Linked DNA regions of Mus musculus: region 2 is linked to region 1. Evidence: chromatin contacts called from public HiChIP or PLAC-seq data. All regions are on one chromosome and are shown on one strand. Each heading gives the region's core, a stretch centred on a gene start, on an enhancer-like site or on the middle of the called end of the contact. The rest is flanking DNA. Distances are from core to core; before and after follow the strand shown.

The links. HiChIP or PLAC-seq counts read pairs in DNA pulled down with a chosen protein or histone mark.
Region 2: a contact with region 1 is called in an H3K4me3 HiChIP or PLAC-seq map of bone marrow-derived macrophages, with 7 times the contacts expected there. The contact joins the promoter of Pip4p1 here to the enhancer-like site in region 1. A contact is called at or near these places in 1 of 39 promoter capture datasets (macrophages), 7 of 484 Hi-C or Micro-C datasets (bone marrow-derived macrophages, brown adipocytes, embryonic stem cells and 4 more), 16 of 115 datasets of contacts at active chromatin or transcription factors (the 230-238 cell line, the SCID.adh cell line, bone marrow-derived dendritic cells and 9 more) and 5 of 9 other capture datasets (adipose tissue, bone marrow-derived macrophages, liver and 2 more).

What each region holds. Positions count from the first base shown.
Region 1 is chr14:50,846,409-50,852,087 of GRCm38.p6, forward strand. Tep1 (telomerase associated protein 1) reads right to left here. Exons shown (of 55, transcript NM_009351.2): 15 at 5,514-5,591; 16 at 4,179-4,309; 17 at 3,626-3,685; 18 at 1,206-1,364; 19 at 425-601; 20 at 67-187. Among named protein-coding and RNA genes, the nearest start is that of Gm52116, 13 kb to the left of the region's middle. Within about 2 kb of position 2,558, at least 3 of the 459 cell types and tissues checked have an H3K27ac peak or open chromatin away from gene starts, as enhancers often do. A contact at or near this core is called in bone marrow-derived macrophages, where this site is marked.
Region 2 is chr14:50,927,072-50,933,196 of GRCm38.p6, forward strand. It overlaps Pip4p1 (phosphatidylinositol-4,5-bisphosphate 4-phosphatase 1), which reads right to left and starts at 3,778. Exons shown (of 7, transcript NM_001033271.5): 1 at 3,542-3,778; 2 at 3,063-3,253; 3 at 2,513-2,619; 4 at 2,131-2,236; 5 at 1,935-1,987; 6 at 1,750-1,840; 7 at 144-966. The coding sequence starts at 3,704. The coding sequence ends at 823. It overlaps Apex1 (apurinic/apyrimidinic endonuclease 1), which reads left to right. Exons shown (of 5, transcript NM_009687.2): 5 at 1-117.

The DNA of each region.
Region 1 (5,679 bases), core at 1,308-3,807:
ATCCTGTCAAGGGGCTTTTTCCAACCCCTGTTTCTTCCCCAGCTCCACCAACCTTGTCTGCCTTACCCAGTGAAAGTGGGGATGATCAGGAAGATCATAGCTGGGGGGAATGTAGCCATAGCGGGAGCCCAGAATCCCCACGAACAGCTGTGAGTTCTCCACCTCCCCAAGGCACACTTCCAGTTGTCTGTAGGCATGATTACAGGAACAGGAAGGAGTCACTGGGGGCAGTTTCAAGCAATAGTAATACAGAGGCGGCAGGGTCCTGAATCGAACTGGGCAAAGTGGTGATAAAGTTTCTGTTGGTATCTAAAAGGCCCGCCCTCACCCTCATTTATTCTTGTAGTCTTGATCATGGTCCCTCGAGTTCCACCACTCAATCGTCTCACCCCTGACCTAGCCCCTCTTCCCTGTGGCCCTGCACCTGTTCCTGCGGGTCTCTTCCTCTGTGATACCCCAGCGCAGGTCAATGGCGTGAAGACTGATGCGGTGGGGGAACACTCTGGCCTGCAGTGCGGGCAGAACAGATCTCATCAGCAAATCTCGCTCCCCATGCATGTCACGGAAAGTGGATGAAATGAAAAGCCGGATATTGCGCCATCTGGGGGCAAGTGGAGGGTCGGGCTCAGTCCCCATCTCAAGTCCAGAGTTATAGGTGCAATGACCCTTAAGCACTTGACATAAACCCTATAGCCAGAAGGGTGTCTTACCAGCCTCCAGATAATATCCTAGCTGTGGGACTAATTACAGAAACCTGAGATTTGAGCCCCACTTCTTATGTGCCTCTTTCTTTAAAAAAAAAAATCATATTAAAAAGTTACTATTCGATCAATGCAATGCTTTGAGGCAAACCTTAACCTTATTCTTAACTATATCTTATATCTTTAAGAAATTAAAACAATCAAGCAAGCCCATGTGAAAAGCCAGAGCCTGTGCCCTAAACCTTTTGCCTAAGCCTTGGCTATATCGATGTGGAGTCTTCTCTCCTCCCTACATACAGACATTTTTTTTTTCTCTCTAGTAAAGCAAGGAATAGGTTCACAGTCTGACAGTTCCCAGGAAGCCCCTGCCTGGGGAGGAGAACAAAGACCTTAGTAAACAGACCAAATGCAAATGCCCCTAGCAGACAGAATGGCAGGCACAGGATTTCTCCAGGTTCTGATGGCAACCCTCCCAGATCACCAAGTCCCACAACCTAGACTGACCCATGCTGGGAAATAGGACCCAAGGGACCAGGGATGTTCTCCTCCAGCGGCCGGAGAGACGGTGCCTGTGTCTTTCCTGGGGGTGGGGGGATCTTGAATAGTTTATCTAGTTGTCCCACATGTTCCAGGAGACGAGAGGCTCCATGTTCGGCAATGAATCTAAGAAAAGCATGATGAAAACAGAATATTGGAGATCAGAACCAGGAAGGCATCCCAAGAGAAACAGGCAGCAAAGACACGCCTGCTCAGTTCAGCGGCTCCCCTCAGGAAGACAGCCATAGAGCAGACCTGGTATGTCATGGTCACAGTTCTCAACCTGAGCTAGGGGCAATCACAAGTACAGGTGAGCCCGGATCATATAATGAGACCCATCTCAAAAAGACTAGCCAGACAAAAAGGATAACCATAAGCCAGGAAAGTGTACTGGAAAATAAGACTACAAAACACTGGGGATGAAGGATGTCACCAGCCCAGCCCCTCCCACTCTCTGTGCATGGTGACCTTAAGATCCCTGTTAGAAAACTGGTCTGAGCTAAAGTTACAGTTTAAGACCTTCCCTGTTCTGTGCGATCAGCTCTGTATAAACTACAATAGCTCCCTATTGCTTGAGGCTTCCCAATATGAGTTGAAGAGTGTAGGTGACATCCAAAGAAAACTTGACGAGAGGAAACAAACATGAAGGTTCAAACGCATCTGCAGCTCTTCCCAAGGAAGGTTTCCATCACCCACATGCTCACATGGATGCTCACATCTGTTTGTGACTCCAGTTCTAGGGAACCTGACGCCCTCTTCTGGCCTTGCCCATCATATATATATAATTTGCACCAGCAAAACATTCATACACATAAAAGTAATATAATTTTTTCATATCGCTCCTCTCTCTCGCTCTCTCTCTCTCTCCCTCTCCCTCTCCCTCTCCCTCTCTCTCTCTTTCTCTCTCTCTCTCTCTCTCTCTCTCTCTCTCTCTCTCTCTCTCTCTCTCTCTCTCTCTCCCTCTTTCCCCCCCTCTCTCTCCAGGGTCTCACTATGTAGACTTGGCTAGCCTGGAACTTACTATGTAGACCAGGCTGATCTCTGCCTGCTACTGCTGCTCAAGGGAATAAAGGCATGCAACACCACACTCGACTTTTGTTTTTTTAAAATTGTTTTAAAAAGTTTCAATTATGTGTTTGTGTATATGTCTCTGTGTGGCAACCTAAACAAAGCCTGAACAAGTACATCACCAAGAGACCCAAGTGGGGATCTAAACAGAGAAGCACAGGTAACTAAGGGATGCTAAGAGTAGAAGAAAGGCTTCCCCAGGGATGAGCCCTCTAACTTTGTTACGTAATACCAGTTGTCAGCCCTGACATCATTCACATACAAGGAACACCAACTGAGCTGAGCTAGTTATAGTCTCTCTGTGTGTAACAGGAACAAAGAAAAAGAGACTATATATTTGAGAGCAAGCAAGAGGAGCAAACCACAGGAGGGATTGGAGAGAGGAAAGAGAAGGGGGAAATGATGTAATTAGAACTTAATCTCAAAAGCTAAAAACATATGGAAATTAATAAAGTGGTGAATAACAAAAATTATGCATAATAATTGCAAATAATAACTCAATAAAATAGATCAGAAAGATTTCCTTTTAAAAACTAATTATGTATGCCTGTGTGTACGTCTATGGGTTCGTGTGCACCAAAAAGTGCAGTGTCTGCAGAGGCATCAAATCTCTGGAGTTGCAGGAGGTTGTTGAATCCCTTTGGAGCTGGATACAATTACAGGTAGTTGGGAGCCACCTGGCATGGTTACTGGGTACTGGGTACTGAGTACTGGGTACCAGATCAAGATCCAGGACCTCTGCAAGAGCAGTATGTACTCTTAACTGATGATCCAAGGTTCCAACCTGCTTTTCCTCTTTCTCATTGGATATAGCATAAACTTGGATGTGTATAACACAGAGCTGAGGTACCACCTTTAGCCAGGAGGTAGAGGTTGTTGAGAGTGATCAAGCATTAAGACAGTGAAGGTTGAGCTGGACAGATGGCTCAGTGGTTAAGAGCACTGACTGCTCTTCCAGAGGTCCTGAGTTCAATTCCTTGCAACCACATGGTGGCTCACAACCATCTGTAATGGGATCTGATGTCCTCTTCTGGTGTGTCTGAAGAGAGTGACAGTGGACTCATACACATGGACTAAACAAATACATTTAAATTAAAAAAGAAAAAAAAAGAAAACAAAAGTGCTCTATTTAAAAAAAAAAAAAGGCAGTGAAGGTTGGAACCCTTATCACACTGTATTGCTGATAAGCTTAGACATCTGTGAAAGAAAATAAGCCATCTTATTTTGAAAAATAAATAAATGAGCTAACAGGCATAGAGAATCCCTTAAGTGCATTCTAAGGCAACCTCTTTCCCCTCCGATGCCCAATGTGGACTCACTTCAGGATCCCGTCAGTGCAGCCTGAGAGCGTCACATCGTTGGGATTCAAATTTGGTGATCTGCCAAAGAAAGAAGCAGTCACTAAGCACCGAAATCGATGCCTGGAGTCAGGGGTAGTGGCTTACATCTGCAATCCCAGCACCTGCCCTGGAAGACAGGAGGATATCAAGTTCAAACCCAGCCAAGGCTATATACCTAGACTCTACTCCGCAGTACCTTAAGATATACACCTCACCCCTATATAACAGTTTTGTGACCGATAGCTGTATTACCCTGAGTGCAACCAATCTTGTCGTAATAGAATTATGTGGCCAGAGTACAGCTCAGTGAGAGGATGCTTGCCTAGAAGGACAGAAGGTCTGGGTCCAGTATCTAATAGCATACAGGGGCAAAAAGACTTCAAAGAAAGTCCTAGAAAATTAAATTCAATAGAACTAATAAAGCAAGAAGGCAAGATACAAAACATCAAACAAGTGAGACTTTGACAGGAGCAGACGGGAAAATATGGACAACTGTCTTCAGACGCCGTACAAGAACAACCAGCAACCTTACATGTACTGTGTTTTCTGTAGGAGGACACCAACAAAGAGGCACTTGGAATTCACATGCTGCCAGATAATCTGTTTGGCTACTTTCAGGAGCTCGGTATCCATCCTTTGACCAAACAGGATGACCCTGTCAATCTGTAAGATGAAAAGAGGAGGCTGAGATCCGGGATCCAGGCTAAAATAGACATGGATGAGCTCAGAGCGTCAGGATGCTTAAGGACTGATGGGTTAGAATGCTGAGGGGAAAGGAAAGTGCAGCTCCTGAGAATGCTTAGAAGGGATGCCACTACACCCCAACCTAGGGTGGCATCAAAGAATCAGGGACAGCAGGGATGGGAAGAAAAGAAAAAGAAGTGAGGGATTGTGTTGTGGAGCTCATTCATGCTCATGAGAGATGAAGGTTCACTGTGAAACTGTTTTTTGGGTTTTTTTTTTGGTTTTTTAAATTTTTTCGTTTTTTGTTCTTGTTGGGGTTTGTTTTTGTTTGTTTTGCTTGTTTTTGAGGATCTCTGTGTAGTCCTGTCTTGGAGCTTATTAGGTATACCATAGTATACATAGTATACTGGCCTTGAACTCACAGAGATCCTCCCACCTCCTCCTTCTTCTAGGATTAAAGGAGTGTGCCACCATGCCTGGCTGTGGGTCAGTCCTTAAGTGTGGCTGTTTTATATTTAGTGGTGTGGGCTTTGAGCATGTTAAGCTAAGCATGTTCTCTACATGGCCATTTTAAACATTCAGTTCAATAAATAAAGAGCTTATGGATATAGTTCAAAGTGAAGCACTTACCCTGACTTCAATTCTAAACACTAGAGTATTTCTATTATGTTTAGGACAATGGTAATAATTCTCGAAATGCATTACCTTCTAATTATGTTACTACATCTCACTATCATCTAACCCTGAACATATTTACATCCCATTACTGTGGAAATACAATCAATGGACAGGCTTCTGTGTATTTCTGCACAGCTCTGTATTCAAGGGCATAAGCTTGAAGACTGCCACGGTGGAACAATTTATACCATGGGAACTAGCAAACATTACATAACACTCCTATTTTCCATCTATCACTAAAGATTTAGGAGCACAGCCCTTTCCGAGGGAATACACTGAGCAGTGAGCTGACGAGAACACTGCAAAGTTTGACAGATCATTTAGAAAGGTCAAGAAATCAGAGGCAATTAGGCACATATCCCACATCTATGAGCCAAGCACTTGGGAGATGGAGGCAGGAGAAGCAGGTATGGAAGGCCAGCCTCAGCTACAGTTGACAACAAAAAAGAGCAGGCTGTGGAGGAAATGCTAGGAGGGAGTTTCATAGGAATCTAGTAGGACTCACGGGGGTCCTTTGGACAGCCAGAGACAGCAGATACTTCCCAAAAGTGTCCAGGGGCCACTCATCATTGCCTTCTAACTCCTGAAGGAAAGAAACTTGGGTTAGGAGGTTGGGCTGAGGTGTCAATGTCCCACCCTGGATGCTGTTTGAATGTATCCTCCACTGGCTT
Region 2 (6,125 bases), core at 2,528-5,027, 82 kb after region 1:
TTTAAACATTAAACCAAACTTCTGGTTTCCTTTAGACAATCCAAGAGAAATAAAAGGCCCTACTTTCAGCTTGGCTTTCTTTGTCCCTTTGTGAAAACTACATATTCCCTTTTTCATACACAAAAGTTGTTAAGTGGGAAAGGTTAGAGTCATGACATTATTTATTTACAAGCACAGATGAGTCCCTAACCTCTCCCAAGACAGTGACCCTACCTCAGCCCAGTTCAATACTGCAACTGGAAGTAAAATCGGAAGGAGGAATTCAGGGAAGTACAGGATTAGGGGAACATATCCCATATTAAATAGTTATATATATACACATCAGTTCCTATAGTTCTGTACAGAGCAGTGGCTTACCCCACCCCACAGGACGAGAAATGTGGGGAGAAGAGACTGGGTATTGAGGCCAGAGCCAGCCCCTGGTGAAGTGCAATAGCAGCAGCAAGGTCCTAATGGTGCACAGAGGGAGGGGAACACCCCCTCCCATCTCCCACCCCAACCCTGCCCTGGAATGTATTAAGGGACAGGAATGGTTCTCGGGAGCACGTACAGGAAGGGCATGGCTAGAACCATCTTTAGGATCCAGGCTTAGGGGCAATGTTGCCTATTTACCCTAAACAGCAACCCCTGGAAGAGAGCAGCCAGCCAGCAATGGTCTTACCTACCCTTCCAAACATAAGGAAGGAAGGGACTGCTTCCTTCCTACCTCTCCCCAGGGAAAAGGGAGGCAGCTGTTTGGCTTCCTTGTAGAAGTCCAGAGAGCCTTTTGTAGTGTTACTGTTGGTACCAGGCAGCGGTCAGGCACAGACTGCATCAAGGGGCTCAGGAGAAGTTCTGGACAGGATGGCTGACCTTCATACAAGCCCAATAAAGGGCCCGACCCAAACATAGAACAGCCAACAAAATGACAAATGCCCAGGCTGCGTAGATCCCTCCATATTGCTGTGCATGCTTCCATGTACCAAACTGACAGATGAGGAAGAAGAAAAAGATGAGGTTACTTTTGGTATCTACTATTTCAAAGTCCTAGAAACAGTAATGCAATGCAAACTTCTGTCTCTGTACCCCAATCACTTGTAACACCTTCAGGGGTCTTTCCAAGATCAGGTGGTTTAGTGCTTCCTTCCCTTAAGCAGTAAAGTACTCTGCCATCCCAGGCATCTGCCAGCATTTCTCACATCTACTGAGTGAACCAGGATTGCTGATAACTCATTTCTTTCTCCAGAGTGGGGACACTGTTTAGCTTCTTAGTTTATTAGTGAATTTTAACTTTAGTTCACCTCTACCTAAAAGTATACTCCCCCTACATCCTATCACCAGACTCATTTTAGGTTTTTATTTTATAAGGCAAGGGTCTCATGTTGGTACCCTGCACAGCCTCAAATCCTATAGTCAATGGCCTTGAAATTCTATGCTCCTGCCTCTACCTCCTAGGTACTGGGACCACAGGCTTGCACCGCCATGCTCAGTTCTGCTCAGTTTGTGTGGTGCTGGATGATCGTGTTCATGCAAGCTAGGCCAATACTTTTACCAGCTAAGCCACATTTGCAGCTGGCAACAACCTACTCCCTCATTTTGTATTATAGATGGGGTCTTGCTATGTAGCCTGGGCTACCTTAGAACTGCCTGTATTCTTTGATTACAGGGACAGAACCCAACACCAGCTCTCTCACCATTCTTTAAGGTATCACCTTCTCAAATCTTAGCCTGTGATGAGGCTGGTAAGAGGTTTGCATTGAGGCTACTCACAGCAAGGCCAGTGGCAGTGACTGCCAAGAGTAAACCAAGCAAGAAGCAGCAAATACATCTCTTCCTAGGATATCGTCTCCCAATAGATGACCTGTGGGGAGCCAATAGAAACTGATATTTGGAATAGCCCTGTTGATTTTATGCCACCCACCACCCAGTCACCAGTACAATCCCTAACCACTTACACTTTTCTGCAGTGAGGGCATCGTGCCAAGGTTCGGTCTGTGAATTCTGTCCACTATGGAAAAAGAAGAACAGCCATAGAAAGAAGGCTCTCCTCCATGAGAACCCGAAAGCAGGGGGGAGGAGGAAATTCTTTTCAGGATTTACTACTATTCCTAGTACTTGCCTCCTCCAGGGTTTCCCAATATCCCTCCTCACCAGAAACGTGTTCTTGCAATGTCCACAGATGACCCTGACACCCATTGGCTGTGGCTCTGGACTCAGAGGTCCTGGATGCACAGGCCCTAGGTTGATGATTCTTTTGCTATACAGGGGGAAAAGTATGTTTTTAAAATTCTTAGTTCTATTTGGATCTGATGACACACTGCATCCCAGCACTTAGGAGGTGTAGGCAGGATGACTAGACATTCAAGGTGCTACTACACAGGCCTTCCTGCCTCCACTTCTCAGGTGCTGGGATTGAACACAGGCATGCACCACCTTGCCCAGCTCTAGATTTTTGTTTGTTTTTTTGTTTGTTTGTTTCCCTATTGCTTTACAACTTTCCTTACATATGGCCTTCTCTTCTTAGGTCTCTTACCAGTAGGGCCGAGGGCAGGCAATCCGCTGAGAAGTCACTTTGCAGATAAGGAGACAATTACAGGGGCATCGGACATACTTCTTTCCTGGAGGTGCATTCTTGATGGGCTAGAGAACAATGAATAAAGGAACAATGGGCATTTCAGCAGAGAAGCCCATTATCCCAGTCCTCTGCAAGGACATTACTGAGAAAGAGAATCAGACATTTGAGATATACAAATGTTGCCAGCAGAGTAGAGTGTGCCTGTGAGACTGGGGCAGGAAGATTGCAGAGTCTGATGGGAACCCGGGTCATTGTGAGATCGTCTCAGAAAAGCAGAGAACCCCAAAATACAAAAATCAAAAGCAACTGCAACAACTGCCAGTGAGAACTACACTTCAGGTCCAGGAAAGATCAAAAAGTGAGAGCTTGGTGAACGTTATTTTTAGTGAGTGGCTTCTAAAGAAATGGCTGCTGCAAGATGCAGGAACTGAAAGTTTCATGAACAGGGTGTTGAACCAGAAAGAGGATCCAGGAAACAAGGCCCATTCTGCAGATAGTTATAACTCACAGTGGCTTCGTTGCAGACACCACATTTGACTACATGCTGATGCATCTTGCCTTCCACGTTGATCGGAGACTGACAGACGCGACAGGTAATCATGGGGGCACTCCCACTATCCGGGCTAGTCAAGGGTGAGTAGGGGGGTGGGTCCTCTCCAGGCAACACGGCTGGATGTCCCTCAGGGAACGGGGGAAATGCTACGAAGAGGAAGCAGATAAACCCAAAATCATCATTCGAACACTTCCCACGGATGCTCCACGGACGTGGGGAACCCTCTGAGTAAGCTCGATCCGCTGCTCACAAAAAAAGCGCTCAGATCAGTTTCCTCAAAACCCGCTTTCAGGCCAGGCTTAGGCAGTGATTGCGGACCGAGGATGCCTCGCCCCGTGACAGGTGCCACGGGGCCACACCTGGCGCGGAAGCAGGCTCCGCCCCCTGACCCGATCCGCCCCTAGGCCTGCGTGCACCTCAGACCTCCGGCTTACCCTGGGGCGGGGCATGTTTACCGGCTCCGTACGGAGGTGCGGAGGGCGTCAGGCCTCCACCGGGCCCGGTCGCGCTCCCGCCCGGGCCCGCTAAGCCGTTGCCACCAGCGCCGCCATCGCCGGCCTCGGAGAGCAGCGGGGAGCGCTCTCCGTCTGCCGCCATGGCGACTCCCGCTCGGTCAGCGACCAGCTCCCGCCGCCGCTGCCACCGCCGCCGCCGCCGTCGCTACCGGGTCCCTAAGGCGCCTGCGCGCCGCGTTCGCCCGCAGCCAGTGCCGCCCCGCTCACGTGACAGGCTGGCCCCGCCCCTCTGCGCTGTCATTCGTGGACCTGAAACAGTTCCCGGTTTGTAAGGGAGCGTCCCTTCTCCATTGGAGAGAGACGTGTCACGTCACTGTCACATGGTCTTCCCGTAGCTGCTGAGTCCGTAAACACTGCACGTGACTCGAAGTTGTGCGAGCGATTGGAAGTGGGGCGGTCGCGCTACCTCCGGCCCAGGTGGGCGGCTGCCCCGCACGCGTCACGTGCGCAGCCTGTCGCGTGAGTCGCTCCTCATTGGGCCCAAGTCTCCCGTGGGACGTAACCCTATTGGCCCAAATTTAGCGCCAGAACGTGAGGGCGGCTGCCTTCTGGCTGGCAGGGCTGGTATCCTGGGCCGCGGGAACCGCCCTAAAACCTGGACAAGAATCGAAAAGCCACCGGGAGCTTGAGGGCTTAGCACGCTTGTCTGACTTGGCACAAGGCCCCCGAGTAGTGGTGATGTGGTTGCGTATGCCTGTAAATGCAACACTTGGGGAGATGAGTTAGGAAAGGGAATTCCAGGGTAGCGGAGAGAAACACTGAACTACACAAGGAGGATCAGAATACAAGAGGGCGGGGCACTGGGAAGATGCGTTAGCGGTTAAGGGAACTTTCTGCTCTTTCAAAGGAGCCTAGTTTGAGTCCTAGGGCCGATGCTACCTGTAACTCTACCTCCTGGAGATTGTGCACCCGGCAGCTACATACACGTGGCTTAAGTGCGTGGGCACACACACATATATATAAAATAAAAACGTCCAAAGTTAAAAAAACAGAAGGTCACAGTGTAGGGCTGTAATCCCAGACTATGGAAGATGGAGACAGGAGGATCAGACATTCGGGTTTGGCTAAGAGTTTGAGACCAGCCTGAGCTATATGAAGACTGTCTAAAAGCCTAGTGCGCATGCTGAGTCTGAGGCTGGCTAAAGCAAGAGGATCATGAGTTTGAGTCCGATTTGACTCACAAACGGAAATGAGAGACTGTTCCTGTAGGATGGTTATGGTGATGCTATCTGGTGAACTTAATGGTAACCATGCTGGAAGCCCTAGGTTCCCTTTCAGCGCCTAAAAAAGATAATAATAATAATTTTTTTTTAATTCTGAAAATGTGCTGTACTACCACTGCTACATCCACAGTCTTTAGTTTTGAGACAAGATCCTGGCTTGGAATTTGGTGATTCTTCGCAAACCTCCCGGGTAATTGAGAATACAGGCATTTGCCTCTAAGCATAGCTGTAAAATTATAATTAATTCTACAAGTGTCTCTACAAGGGTTAAGGTTGGAACCAACCTGAAAGCCCCTCTCAAAGCATGTGTGCAAGTGCTGTCTACGGAAGCTGCCATGGGAGAAAAGCAACTAAAACCCCCTACAAATCACAATGGCCAGCCCAGCAAGAGTGGGTTCAATAGTGTGGCACTTCATCTCAAGGGTAACCTGCTGGACTTTAGGCCTGGGATGGTGTGCTTCTGTCAACCTTGTCAACTACTGTGGCTGGTGACGTCATGGGCCCTAGGAGAAAACCCACTGCTGCTGCCCTCCTAAAACACTAAAATTCTGAACAGCATTCTAAATAAATACCTATATATATGTATCCACACGTCTGCCTGCTCCCCCCCCTCACACACACACACACTCTCTCTCTCTCTCAAATACACCATTAAAGAAGCAGCCTTTCCTCAGAGCAGATGGAGGCCACTACAGTGATCCACAACTGATCTAAATACCTCCATTGCTGAAATGAAAATTATCTTTTATTAGTGTCTCTCTCCACCGATGGAAGGGAAGTGCATCATTTTACTCAATTGATGTATACTGACCTGTCAGATATATACACATGTGTTTATTGATTCAGCTAGTGACTCAAATCCAAAGATAGTTTTGTCATATTTGGTAGATGAACGTCTTTAGACTTTGCTTAATTTTTGTCTTCAGCAAAGAAATTGTAAATGGAGGCTTTTTTGTTTTGGTTTGATTTTTTTTTTTTTTAAATAGGGTCTCATCCTTGAACTAGGCTGGTCTTAAATTCTTGGCAAGTCCCACCTCTCCTCAAAGGCCTGAGACACCATGCCTGATTCTAGGTTCTGATAGTTTTAGACACAGGTTTTTTTTTTTTTTCAGATTAGTTTCTACCATCAGACTTGTCTTCAACAACCCCAACACTCCCCAGCACATACTTAAAAAATGAGTCACAGCTCTGCAGACAACAGGCCAGTTTGCTGTTCTTGCTGATTTCTGCTATAGACTCTCAATTAGGTTAGGTTTCGCTATTTGGGCCCTTGCTATATA